2 separate regions of the Mus musculus genome follow, and region 1 is linked to region 2. Evidence: chromatin contacts called from public ChIA-PET data. All regions are on one chromosome and are shown on one strand. Each heading gives the region's core, a stretch centred on a gene start, on an enhancer-like site or on the middle of the called end of the contact. The rest is flanking DNA. Distances are from core to core; before and after follow the strand shown. Region 1 overlaps Snrk (SNF related kinase). Region 2 overlaps Gm39465 (a long non-coding RNA gene).

Region 1 (7,003 bases), core at 3,616-6,115, 99 kb before region 2:
CTGGTGTGAGGGGCCAGCTCACCACCTGGGGCTATGGTCGGTCAGGTCCCAGCCTGAGCTGCCACTGAGGGTCATGTCTAAGTCTGTGACTACTCAGCAACAGGGGCCAAAGTTCATGTCCATAACTCATATTACATCTAGAGTACATGGGCTGTCCCTGGTGAGGGCAGCCTCTGAGAATCACAGGATCATGTGGATGTCCATGGGCTGTGCATAACTGGCCCCTCCCCTCACTGGGTGCAGTGAGCTCTGGAGAGCTGGTCCCATCTCTCATCTCTCGCCAGCAGCAGAACTGGGGAGAGCAGACCCTGTGCCTTGCTCAGGCAGCACAGTTGAACTAGTCCTGGTAGCTGGGGTGTGAGTGAGCCAGCCACAATGGCCTGAGTGTGGGAGAGCTGACCCTGGCACTCATTAGCTGGGTGTGGCATGGCTGCACAGGAGATGCCCCTGCCCCTTTGGCAGCTGGGAAAGCTGCTCACAGGGTCATGAGCTCAAGAGAATTATTCCTGCCCCTCATCAGCTGCAGGACTCAGGATAGCACGGTAGGGCTGGTCCTGGTAGAAAGGATATAGGTAAGCCAGCCCAGTGGGTGAGTGCAGGAGAGCTGGCCCCACCACTAGTCTGGTGTGAGGTAGTATGGGTATGGGGCTGATACCCTCCCTTTTCTCTCCTTGTCACCAGCAGTAGCTAGGAGAACTGATCATAAGACCTAGCCCTGCCCTCTTACTGGCTGCAGCACTCATGGGCCCTGCACCTCACCTGGGTAATACAGAAGAGCTGGCCCTGATGGCAAGGCATGACTGAATCAGCCCCAAGGGTCTGAGAATGGGAGAGCTGACCAGTCCCTCACAGGCTGCAGCACTTGGGCCCTGAACCTTGACTGGGCAGCACAGTGGAGCTGCCCCAAGGGCATGAGAGCAGTAGAGCTGACTTTGGCAGCCTAGCTGAAGCAGTGCTTATTATTGTCCTGGTGGTGCAGATAAGGGAGAGCAAACAGGCTGATTAGCTCACACTGTGGCATACTACAGTCTCCATGATGAGATGTTTTCTATGCTTTGTTGTTGCTGGTTTGTGTGTGTGTTTTATTTTGGGGTCAGGTTGTAAGGCTGCAGGGGCAGACATGGGAGGATGGGGGATGAGGCACGACGGGGTGCATAATGTGAAGTTCATAAAGAATCAATAAGAAGTTTGAAAAAAAATATGGTGAGCATTCACAATGAAGGAAAAATGGAGAATAAGGACATAGGTAGAAACCCAGCAACCACTTGCTATCATCCAGAGACTAGTGATAGTTGCAGAGGGTATAGGAAGGCCTCTTTGGCAGTCTTCTCTCCCTGCATCTCTGAATGATGCCATGTGATCTGTGAGTATCTAAAGGTTCCTGAAGACCATTCTGTCACAGCCTCAAATCTAAGCCAATACTGACACAAAGAGGATATATAACTAAAACTCTTACTACTTCTGAAGTGAAACTTATTCCCCAAGCAACTATCCGCTTCCTGACATCATGGGTTAGGCATCCTTGAACACAGCAAGCACTCAATATTCTGGCTGGAGGTTGCTCACTCTTAATGCCTATTATGAGCTTTTCTAACTCACACATAATCCACTATGGCCGCTCACTGTCCCAGAGTATATAAGCATTCACTCTTACAGACCAGCTAAGTCTCAGATTCTTTGGTTTTAGAAGCCAAATTTCATATCATACTTAAAAATTTCAACCTTTATAATAACAAACATGACAGAAATATGTTCTTATAAATGTTAACTCAGAAAAAAAACGAAATATATAAAATTACACAAGTTAAAATAGCACTTTAAATCTCACAAACTGAACAAACACTTTAGAAATGAGTACCAGAATCAGTGACAAACATGCATACCTCCCAGACAAGTTGTCACACATGCACACTACTTTGGTGATGCCTTCTCTCATAGTCCCAGCTGTGTGCTCTAAAAGCAGACACACTACCTGTGCTGTTTAATGATGGAGGTACACATAACCTCCAACTAAATCTTAAGCACACTAGGACAGTGAGCATTAAAGCATTAGAGCACGTTATTTCAAAGATCAGAAGAAAAGCCCAAACTTACTGAAATCTTTCCACAGGCACTCGTGGAAGTGGGACTGTACTCTGTCACAGGTTCCTGAGGTCAGACTGTCTCATCTTAAAGCCAAGGAAACTGCATACATGTGATTGGTATTAAAGCTAAAATTCAATATAAATCAGACTTCAGAGCCCAACTGGAGATCAAGCCCAAGTCTTGCATTAGGCAAGCTCTACCACTGAGCTACATCCTCATCCTCCAGAGCCCACTCTTGAAGATCTGACCACTCCAGTAACATCACATTTGATATCTAATATAGTAAGAGTCAAAATGCGATTATGAAAGTGATACATTATCATATTAACACTGCTTCAAAAATTACTGAAATCACTTACTTAGGGCCACCTTACCTCAAAAACTGACAGACAATAAACTTAAACAGGCCAACAATAGCATTTTCCAACTAGCATGTTCCATACTTTAGAAGGCACTGTGATTACACTTAGCACTGACTTCTGAATGAGCACTGTACATGTCACATATCCAGCTTCACCACCCTTTCCCAGTTTTCACAGCTACTCAGCACATTCTGAGAGATATGAAGACCGCAAGGCAGTCGAGAAGCTGGAGTCAGCCCCAGGCACAGGACACCTGTCAGTGCTTTAAAACAACCTGTTCTGCTGTTTCTCTACAAACTGACTTGAGAACCAAAACCGAATGAGTTGATTTTTACTAAAATTTTTAATTAATAAACCATATAAGAGCTTGAGAAATGGCTCAGCAGTTAAGAGTGCTTACTGCTCTTACAGAGGACTTGGGTTCAGTTCCCAAAACCAATGTTAATTCCAGTCCCAGGGTATCTGACATCCCTCTGGGTACCTGTACTCAGGAGCACAAACACAGATATAGACACAGATACAGACACACAAAATAAAATATTTTTAATATATTCTACGTATAAGAGTGCTCTATCTGCATGTACACCTGCATGCCAGAAGGCAACACTGGATCCCATTAGAGATGGCTGTAAGCTACCATATGGATGCTGGGAATTGAACTCAGAAATCTCTGGAAGAGAAGCCAGTGCTCTTAACTGCTGAGCCATTTCTACAACCCCATAATTTTCTCAAAAAAAAAGAAATAGACTAGTATATAATAAAATTGTTAGAAAGAACCAACTTCTTCTGTACTATGTATTATCCTGGTCCACCTGAGGTAATAACTGACCAGTATAAGCAGGGAAATCTAAATTGAAAAGTGTTTCTGTGTTTGGACATCAGGTCCCCTAAAGAAACTTTAATTCATATATATTTGGCTAGAGACTGTCTAATCTCAATCCTCAATTGACTCCGTGTGTTCAGCTGTTCTTACCTGTCTAAGTATATGCTGCATATTTTTGCAAATTCAACTTTCACCTTCAAAACATTTCTTGGGACTGCCTACGCCATTTTCTCGTCTTTATTCTTTTCCTCTGTATTTCTGTTAAGATGCATTCTGGAAAGTGGCAAATAGATCAAATTAGATAAATCAATCTAGGGATTGTTAAAGTTAAGCCTGAGACTAAGAAAATGGCTCAGTGGGTTAAAATGTTGTCCACACAAACAGAAGAACCTGAGAGAAATCCCCACGACCCATATTTGTAACCTCAAGTGCAAAACCTGGGGAGTGTGGGGGTGGGGAGCACGATGGCAGGCAGTCCCTGAGCTCATGCTCACTAGCTGGCCCAGCCAGGTCAATGAGTTCCAGGTTCAATGAGGCGGGGAGAGCCAGGGAGATGGCTTAGGGGTAAAGGTCCTCACTTGACAACCCGAACCCTATCTTTAGAACCCAGAAATTGTCCTCTGACCTTCACAAGAGACAGCTGTGGAAGGCGCACACAGAAAGTAAATAAATGAGTGTTTAAATTGGGGGTGGGATCAGTTGGATAATGATCAAGGAAGATACAACGATAACCTTTGGCCTCCACATATACACGCAGCATGCATGTACATACATATACATATACATTATATATATATGTGTGTGTGTGTGCGTGTGTATAAAAATATATAAATACGCAGTATTATAAATTGTTGCTCCCTCTCTGAGGCTCTCAGTGGCTCTGTCCTGCCCATATATGCTAATGTTGAGAGGTGACTGGGAGAGGTGCAGGTGTGTCTGTACTGGCTCGAGGACGTACCTTGCAAACAGCATACCAAATCACTCTGTTACCAGTATTTGTTGTTTCTCCTAAAGGAAAATACAGAAAATGATTTCAGTGCATTCTATTTGTTTCAATTTTGTTTAAAGTAAAACTACATATTCTAGGACAAGACAAACCTGCAAACTGCAAATCTGTCCTTGGTGACCTGTCTCCTCCTATTATCTTTCTTCCCTCTATTAATTACTATTCCCCTTTCCCTGCCACTGCAAGAGACTGAAGCCAGGGCTTTGCTCATGCTAGGCAAGTTTTCTGTCACTAAGTCCCAGTCCCAGTTCCAGTCTCAGCCCCAGCCCCAGCTCCAGCCCCAGCCCGAATCACAGCTTTTAAAAAAATAGTTGCAATGAACCCCAAGAACACCTGCCATTTTCTAAAGACCTCCTAGGTAATAGGCCCTGAACCTGCATCTGCTGAATCCTAACTGTGCACCAGCAAAGAATGAATAATGAAGCTCAACTTGTCTGATTTATCTCTGACTAGGATCCTGCTCGGCCTGCCTATACCCCTGGACAAGTTCACCAAGCTCCCACTACAGCAGCAGAGGAGAGGAACCCGCATAAGACACTCCTAAGCAAGGCAGAAATGCATTGTGATGCCAGCAACAGGCAGCACACGAAACACCTTCATGTCTGCCACCAAAGAGTAAACAAAACTGTCACTATGAGCAAAGCAGCTGCACTGTTTCCCATCCCGAGCACAGTAAGGAGTCCTTTCCAAAGTGGGCTTATAGGCTTTCCACCAACCTGAAACACAACACAAATAAGCAAAAGGCTTGAGTAATTCTGGTAGGTCAAAGCAACTCACAGTCCCACTAAAGGTGCTGAGTGTCTGGGCAGTCAGTGAGCCTAAGTTCAGGTGTGCTTGAAAGAAAGTACAAGGTGTGGGAGAGCAGACACAAAAGATGACGTGTGGAGAGAAAGGCAAGTCTGCTGGAGTGAGAGCCAAGAGGACCCCACAGCCATTCGCACAGTCTCCCATTCACTGGCGGGTAAACTGCAGCTTACCAGCCAGCCTGCCTGCCTGCCAGACCCTTCAGCCCCAAGTGGGCCTTAGCAGCTCCTCCCACTAGCCCTGCCTGCTTCTCTCTCCAACAGCCATTCCTGCAGTTTCTCTATCAAGGCAGCATGGTAGTTAAGCACTGGTTCTGAAAGCTATCCTTCATATGAGTCCAGACCATCAATCACAAGCCACAGGTCCTCAGCAAGTTACCTGACCTTACTGTACAGTCAGCTCCCTCAGTAGACATGTTACTAACAAGAACACAGCCCTGCCGGTAAGCCTAGCACTCAAAGGGCAGAGTAAGAAGGATCAAGAGTCTGAAGCCAGCCTGGTTTATATAAAATGCCACTATATTTCATCCCCAGACAAACTAAGTCAAACACACAGACTCTAAAGGCTGTGGAGGGGGATGGAGAGATGGCTCAGCAGGGCAGCACTCTTACCGCTCTTGCAATGCTCTTACCTAAGCTCCATTCCCAACATTTCACCTCAGATGGCTCACAAACACCTGCAACTCAGAAACCATCTGAAACTTCAGCTCTCTGTGGCACCTGCACTCATCATGTGCAGTGCACACACATGTGCAACTCACACACGTGCATGTGCACACTCAAAGGCAATAGAAACAAATCTTTTCTGTAGGTTAAGAATAGTAGAGATCAAATACGCTATATGACTACAATATTTGTGATCAGAAAACACACCGCCCACAACCTTGTTTGTGCTGCCGCATTCCTGCTGTTCCTCCTGGCTGCTTGTCTACATCAAGCGAAGAGCTCACTGAACTAGGTTCTTGCGTCCCTAACACATCAAACTGAAAAACTAGCAATAAGAAAGATCTTGGGATACAGAAAATAATATGTCTAACAACACTAAAATCTGATTTTCTTTTTCTTTTCTTTTTTGTTGTTGCTGTTGTTGTTTCTTTGTTTTTGAGATGGGGGTCTCACTATGTAGTCCTGCTCTGTAGACTGGCCTTAAACTTAGAGGTCTATCTGCCTCCTGAGTGCTGGGATTAAACGTGTGTACCACCACTCCTTGGCTAAAATCTGATTTTCAATAAAATGCCTTTTAAAGAAATGTAAGTACTTGCTTCCCTGCTGCAATGTTTGACTTAGTATCACTATGTAGCCCAGGCTGGCCTCCACTCCAGATCTTCCTGCCTCAGTCTCCCACATGCCAAGATTACAAGACTACATCATCACGCCATCTTAAGTAATATACTCATAGCAAATCTGAACGTATAGAATGGAAAACTTTAACCTCGAGAGTAAAGGAGTGGCCACGGTGCTGGGAGGACATCCGCACTCTTAGCTACCTACGGTGGTCTCAACTTTATCCAGCTCTGTTCACCACTCAACCCCTGGTCTGTAGCACCTGCCTTTGTCCATAATTAGAATTTCAACTGTGAAAAAACATGTTTAGTTTCAGAAAAAGTTTAATCAGAACATGTTGGCAAAAAGAGTGGGGACATAGTAAGAGAAAAGTCATCTGTATCTCCCCTCTGGTAATAAACCAAACAGAGAGCTTTGACGCTGTCCTCTGGGGACACAGCCAGGTACAAATTTTAAAATAAACTGGCAGAAACACACAACAAATTAAATACACTAATAATTTACTTCATCAAGTTTGGAAAATGCAAACCTGGACTAGTAAACACTCACCTGCAATCTTGGAGGATGGTTCCAAACCTGACATTCACCGTTAAAAAGCAGATACCTTAAGTACAATGACTACTTTTTCCTGTCTTTGTAG
Region 2 (7,182 bases), core at 1,779-4,278:
TGTGGTATGAGTATGTGGGTGTGAGTGTGTGGTGAGTGTGGAGTGGGGTGTGGGATGTGGAGGTGTGGTGTGATGTGAGTTGTGGGTGTGAGCATGTGGTGTGAGTGTGTGTGGTGTATGTGAGTGTATGATATGGTGTGAGTGTGTGGATGTGAGTGTGTGGATGTGTGATATGGTGTGAGTGTGTGGATGTGAGTGTGTGGGTGTGTGATATGGTGTGAGTATGTGGATGTGAGTGTGTGATATGGTGTGAGTGTGTGGATGTGAGTGTGTGAGTGTGTGATATGGTGTGAGTGTGTGTGTGTGGTATGAGTGTGTAGTGGGGGTGTGTGTATACCTAGAGCCTTCCTGTTAAAGTACACTCAATCTGTAGCTGCAACACAGCAAGAATGTTTTCAGACCCATTGAAAGGAGCTCTGGCTGTCAGCACATGGAACAGGTAAGGTATTGAGTGACGATCAGGACAAACAGTCTCTGGATGTGTCTTGTGTCTTGTGCAGACTCACAGGCGCTCCGTCAGTCCGCTCAGTCTTCAGACCCACTCGCTCCTTTGACATCTGCTGTTGAATGTGTCTTTAATGTACCTTTCTGGGGGCCGAGGATGGAGCAGTGTGTACCTGGGTCAAGACTCCCATGCTTGCGTCTGTCCAGCTACCGTTCTGTGGGCTGGGGACTTAGAACAGTAGCAGGGGAGTTATAGATAAACCCCAAGGAGACAACACAGACAAGAACTTCCAGGCATTGGTCTGGCCGTAGGTTGTGTCGAGGCCAGGGACCACCAAACAGCAGAAAGAATGGAGACACCTAAAGATTGGGGAGGAGGCTCCAGGAAGGGGGGGCATTATGTGTGAAATCCCTGGAGTATCCTGGGGGCAGGATGGAGGTGGGGTCAGAGATAAGACAAGGGCTGCAGGGCCTGAGTGCTAGTGACAGAATTCAGTTTTTCTCTGAGAATGCAAGTACTGGGCAGTTCCAGCTAAGCTGCAATATATTGACTTGAATCAACCACAGGCAAGAAAAGATGGGAGCAGGGGATCTGATTGGAGGTCATTGTTATAACCTGGGTGATGGCTGCCTGAGCAAGAAGATATCATAGGAGGGAGAGAGGGTAGAGTCTTCACTTGCAACAAAGTTGCTGTATACTGGAAATATCTGGTGTTCAAAATGCAAGTTATACACCTGATCTCTGGAGTGTTCTAACTCAGGGATACAGTGTATTGGGCAACATTGGTTCCCCTCCTCATGATCATATGGCTTCCAGGGAGCTTCTGATTGCTGACCAGCATCGTGAGAGAACACTTGATGCCATGTTACAGGTAGTTCAGGAAAAAAGTTTAAATTCAAAATATAAAGTATGGTTTCTTCTGGAATGTACTGTTTTTGCATCATATTGAACTCAACAAATCAGCAGAATAACGTGTTGTTGGTCATAGACCATCAGCCACAGTTACAGGCAAACCCACAGGGCTCTCCTGGGGAGAGTAAGAGCCAAGAGAGAAAAACCAGGAACCACTCAGAACTTTATCACTCAGAACTTTATCTCCAGCATCCTGAGGCTGGAGAAACAGCTTTCAGTGAGATAGAATGAACTTGGGGAAACAGAGCAGAAACCAGCTCTAAAATACCAAGTTAAAGGTGGTATATAACCAAAGAGGTTGTTGAGAAGGCCCAGCTGGGGTTTGGAGAGAAGCTGGGTTGAGATATAAATTTGTTATAAAACAAAGCATTGGTATGTGGAACTGCAAGGTCACCAAGGGTAGACATGTGGCCAGGGAGGGGGTTCCCAGACAGACTCACAGGAGAACCATACAGCTCCCCAGTGCCAACAGCCAGGAAGGGTGGAGTGGTGTCTTGGAGAAGTGGGGTCTCCTCTGACGTGAGGTGGGGTGACAATGGGAAGGGCCTGTTTTTTTGTTGTTGTTTGGTTTGTTTTTTTGTTTTTTTGTTTTTTTGTTTTTTTGTTTTTTTGTTTTTTGTTTTTTTGAGACAGGGTTTCTCTGTATAGCCCTGTCTGTCCTGGAACTCACTTTGTAGACCAGGCTGGCCTTGAACTCAGAAATCTGCCTGCCTCTGCCTCCCAAGTGCTGGGATTAAAGGTGTGCGCCACCACGCCCGGCGGGAAGGGCCTGTTTTAAGGATTTCCATTGCATCAATCCATTGATCCTCACAACCATCCTAGGACCTGCTATTTTTATTCCTCCCACAGGGAAACTGAAGCACGGTGAAGTTAAGCGATACCAAGATGAAGGTCACTTCACCTTGACAAGGGTGTGGTCAAGATGTGTGCCCAGACAGTGTGGCTCCAAAGCCACAGTCTTACCTTCATGTCATTCCCCCAAATCGGTTCTGCTTACCTGCTTGGTGACAGGATGGTCTCCAAGCGTAAGCATCCCCTGGGGATTTGTCCTAGGACAGATTTCTGGGAGTTTAAGACATAAATGGGGACAGCTCTTTCTGAACAAGGACAGAATACAGTGTGGTGACTCTCTGGGGACTGGCTCTCTGCCTGCTAGCACCACAGCTGGGTCCTCCATGACCTGTCATGGGTCAGAGTACTGTAGCTTGGCATACTCTTCTCCCTGGGGCTGGAGACCCCAAATATGTGGAGTTAAGATACACATGAAAGGCTCTACAGTCATGTTTCAGTTTGTTTTCAGCATCTAGGTGTTGGCTTGGCTGTTTGCAGGGACTTCCTCCAGGGTCTGTGGCAAACAAATGCCACAAGTTTGACAGGTCTGAAAAATCCCACCCCATAGCCTCTTCCTCCGTGTCTTGAGTCTTTGTCAATAGGGTGATTCCTAGGGACCTAACAAAGGACCAACAGTCTCCTTAGTACAGCCCAGGATAGGTGGTGAGGGACCAGTGGGACTTGGCAGGGACCACTGAGCCCCACACCAGGTGAACGAAGCCACCTGCTCCTCAGTTTGCCTGGAATATTGCTGTGACTGCCAAGGCTTTACCAGAGCCAGATCCTGGGGTGTGACCAGACCTGCCACTGTGCTGCCTGCCTGGCCTGGCTGTGTACTCGGAGGACACTAGCTAGGTGGGTGAAAGGTCACCCAAAGAAGCCTTGCCCATGGTTGGCACCTGACCCACACGATGAAAGGTCATTTGAACTGGACTAATCACCTTGACTCCACATGACCTCACCTCAGGAGAGAGGGGACTCATGCTCTAGGAACAGCAGCACCTACAGGCCCAGAACTGAGTGTAACTGCAGCTTCTAGGGAATTATCTTGTCTGAGATGAGAGCTGTGAGCTTTTGGTGGCTCATGACTCTGCAACCGAGCTTAGGTCACAGGGAGGCTACATGCCACTGGGGTCTGGTGTCTTCCTCTGCCATTCTGGGATAAATGTCTGCTTTCTTCCTTCCTTAGGTCTACTCAGATCCTGGCTGGTACAGGTGGGAGGCCTCAGAGGTAGGGGGCTGTTTCATCCTGTGAGTGCTATAGAGTCCAAATAATTTTCCTGGACTCCATCAGAACCTGTGGCTAATCATTCAGAAAGTGCAGGTCTTCTTTAACTGTGACAGTGGTCATGAACCTGAGCACCTCATTGGCCAGACATAGACTATTGTGTGTAAGAAGTGACTATGCCCACTTGTACACCAGGGTTGAGGAGACAGTGTGGAGGAGCTCCGTCTAGCCATTTCTCAAATGCCATGGCCGCCCTAGGTTTTCCTAGCTCTGTGCCTCAGCTCTCTTGATTATATCTCAGATGTTGAATTGTACAGCTTAACATCTAGCTTCTCAAAATATGTCTCTGGAGCCAGAGGCATCATGGGAAATCAGTTATTAATGCATATTCCTACATGTGGTCCTGGGATTGTTGAATTAGAAACTGCATTTTCGAAGGCTCTCTGGTAAATTGACGTACATGTTGAAATGAGCCTTTGAATGGATTGTGTGTGTGTGTGAGTGCACATGTATGTGGATGCATGTGTGCATATATGTTTATGCATATGGGAGCCAAAGGACAGCTTCAAGTGTCTTTCCTCAGACACCGCCACCTCTTCTTTGAGACAGGATCTCTCACTGGCCTGGAACTCAACAAGCAGCCTAGGCTAGCCAGCCAGTGAGCCTCAAGCACTCGCTTGTCTCTGCTTCCCCAGTGCTGGGGTTTCAAAGTGCTCAGCTTTTCATGTGTCTCCTCAGGATGGGATTCAGGCCCTCATACTTACATGATGAGTGAGCACGCACCTTACAAACAGAGCTATCTCTCTCTATGTCCGACTTTAGAGATTTTACAAAGCAGCCGAAGCAAAGGTGGAGGATGGGGCCTGGGAGTCTGTTTTCACAAAGCTCCCCAGTGTCTCTAACAGGCAGTCTGGGTTCGGCAACACTGGCCTAGAGGAGCCAATGGCAAGCTCTGTTTGCACCTTCCTTCGACCCCCCTCTCCCTTGCTCCAATGTTTCCATGGCAACAGAAGCAGCAGCTTCTTTCCCCTCCTGTTTACTATTACCCCCCTTCACTCCTCTGATGGCCAGAGTTGGTTTTCCTTCTGCTCTGGGTGGAAGTGATGGGAAATTCCTTAAGAATGGGCTTGTTTGGCCCATCAATACTGATGGGCTCTGGCCACCTCCCTGGAGTCTCCATCTTGGTCTCAGTTGAGGGCAGGAGTCTGTTCCAAGGAGACCTTGGAAAGATACACCTAGAAGATATGAGAACATATGGAGAAGTCTAACTCATGCCTATCTCAAAGCAGACCTGCTCTGCATTTAGGTCATGTGCATGGCTGGTGCCCACCACCTTTCAAGAGCACCTGCTGACCTTACTCCGGAGTTGACCCACTGTGCAGCGATCCCCAGTCCCCATCTGGGGCAGAGGTAACAGTGAGGTCCTGTCAGAAGCAAAAGCAAGCTTGCTAAGGACCAAAAGAAGATTCCTGGCTCCTGTTGTCTTTCTGAAGATAATGAGAGAGTTGGACAGACTAACATCTGTGTGGACAGACTCGAAAGCCAGAAGGAAACAGGAACCCATGGAGTGCATGCTAGCTCCTAGCTGTGGGTCACAGAGAGGAGGACACGGAATGAGTTATAGGGAAGACTTGGAAATACATATTCATTATCCTTTCTTAGGGTTACGTTGGAGATAAAAATGGGATCTCAGGCACCTGAGCAGGTGTTCTTCCCCTGTGCCTCCCGTCCACCCACCACCGTATCGAGGGCATGCTTTCCTGGAAAATAACTCAAAGGCCACGACAAAGCTACAGACATTTCTCTGCTGGAACGAGTCCCTTCCTGCCAGGCCCTGGACCCCAAGTCCTCTCTTCTGTCTTTCTCTGCTTTTCAGTGCTCTGGCTACTCCCACAGGCCATCAGCTGGGCTTATGAGTAACATGAAGCACCCATCCTCTGGTGTCCTGAGTGAGCATGGGCCAGTGCCCCAGGTCCTGCCAAGATTGTGCTTTCATTACCAAACTGCCCAGAATGTATGAGGATAAGGATTTGGGTCTGATGCACTTCAGGAACAAAGTGCAGAATGAACGGCTCTGACGGTGTACTTCAGAGTCAGGCCCAGGAAGAATTCAAATTCCTCGTCCCCAAGTCGGCCATCTTGGGCAAAGACCCCTCTCAGCCTCGGTGTTTTGTCTGAAAACTTCAGTGAGGAGCCCTTGGTTGTCTACGTGCCTCAGGACTGCCATCAGTCACTAACACGTGTCTCTTTACACCCTCCACAGCCCTACAGGGTAGCCTATATTATCACATTCTTTTTTGATTAGAAAACAAACACAGAGAAATATTAAACCATTTGTCTCGGGTTTTCCAACATGGCAGAGCCAAGAGTGACATTGTAGTCTGTGGGCATTCTCAGATCTGCTTCTGAGGGTGGGACTTCCTTAAAGGGATTTGGAGTTGGAAGTCTCATGTTCCAAAGTACACACAGGGTTCCAGAACCTTCCATGAATTTCACCTTGCAGAAGGGGCCTACAGGATTTAAGGAGGAGTCATATCAGATCTACCAACTCTGTAGGTCCTTATTATACCGACTTCTGCTGTGCCTACCTTCCTTCTTCACCTGCTTGGCCTCCCCCTCTGTCTGGAACTTTCTCCAGCCTGCACATTAAAAGGAAGCAGCAGGTGAGCAGGAACATTGTGACTCTCAGGACAGGAGGCTTCTGGCCACCAGGCCTGAAATGTGTTTGTTCCTGTACCTGAGGTGTTGTTTGTTTGTTTGCTTGTTTGTTTTGTCAAAGCCTTTATTTAGGAGGATACCATTTTCACCAGGGCTCTGATGGATGAGGAAAAGTGTATTTTATGGGCCGTGGGGATGGCTCATCAGAAGAGGACCTGCTGCGTCAGCATAAGGCCCTGAGTTTGGATTGCCAACATCCACGTAGAAAGCTGGGTGCTGAATCAGTACTATATCATCATAGTGCCACGGAAAGGTGGAGACAAGAGGATCCAGAGGACTTAGCTGCCACCTGTCCATGGAACCAGCGAACTCCAGGTTCAATGAGACACCCTGTCTCAAAAAATAAGGTGGAGCATGATTGAAGATCCGTAAGGCTGATCTCTGGCCTCTACATTTGGGTGCATTCATGTATACACACACACACACACACACACACACGAACGAATGAAAAGTGTTTTAAAAGCCAACAACAAAAGCAAACGTCAGACCCGTTCTGGGCTACATCCTGGCCTTGGCCTTAAAATAGCTTTGAGTCCGTGCAGATAGTACGTGTACATGGTCAGGATTTCCTGAGCCTCCGCCTCTCCTTTTCCTCTATGCTTCTGAGCTTGTCTCTCACCCCACCCCCATTTGCATCTGTGGGAATGTTCTGGAAAGTAGCCACCCTTGGGATCCAGCTAGACACAAGTTCACATTCCAGCTCAGCCATAAACTTTCTGGGCAGATAGCAGGCCATTACCCTAGCATCAGGACATGAAAGGCTCTGGCAAGGTGACTGGGCAATAAACAGAGATGCAGGTGAGCTCTCCCCAAAGCCAACATCTGAAGGACGTGAGTCCCCTTGTCTTTCCACAGCCTTTACCTCAGGCATCATCCCCACAGCTTAGAGATCTCCTTGTGAGTCGGACAAGCCCCGTCTCTCCAGAGTATTTGTGTCTACATACCTAAGAAGTGCTGGCTGGACCATGGTCTCAGCTGGTGACATTTGTCTAGAAACAGTAGCTCAGAGATATTTTGAGACAGCTTGAGCCCAACATCTGTCCCTAGG

Evidence for each region. ChIA-PET counts read pairs in DNA pulled down with a chosen protein or histone mark.
Region 1: a contact with region 2 is called in an H3K27ac ChIA-PET map of liver, with 3 times the contacts expected there. The contact joins two enhancer-like sites. A contact is called at or near these places in 17 of 484 Hi-C or Micro-C datasets (beige adipocytes, bone marrow-derived macrophages, cerebellar granule neurons and 11 more) and 3 of 115 datasets of contacts at active chromatin or transcription factors (embryonic stem cells, heart atrium and liver).

The regions. Positions count from the first base shown.
Region 1 is chr9:122,129,168-122,136,170 of GRCm38.p6, reverse strand. It overlaps Snrk (SNF related kinase), which reads right to left. Exons shown (of 8, transcript NM_001357775.1): 2 at 4,229-4,278; 3 at 3,421-3,543. Among named protein-coding and RNA genes, the nearest start is that of Snrk, 15 kb to the right of the region's middle. Within about 2 kb of position 4,865, at least 27 of the 459 cell types and tissues checked have an H3K27ac peak or open chromatin away from gene starts, as enhancers often do. A contact at or near this core is called in liver, where this site is marked.
Region 2 is chr9:122,028,102-122,035,283 of GRCm38.p6, reverse strand. It overlaps Gm39465 (a long non-coding RNA gene), which reads left to right. Exons shown (of 2, transcript XR_871391.2): 2 at 4,723-5,775. Among named protein-coding and RNA genes, the nearest start is that of Gm39464, 15 kb to the left of the region's middle. Within about 2 kb of position 3,028, at least 12 of the 459 cell types and tissues checked have an H3K27ac peak or open chromatin away from gene starts, as enhancers often do. A contact at or near this core is called in liver, where this site is marked.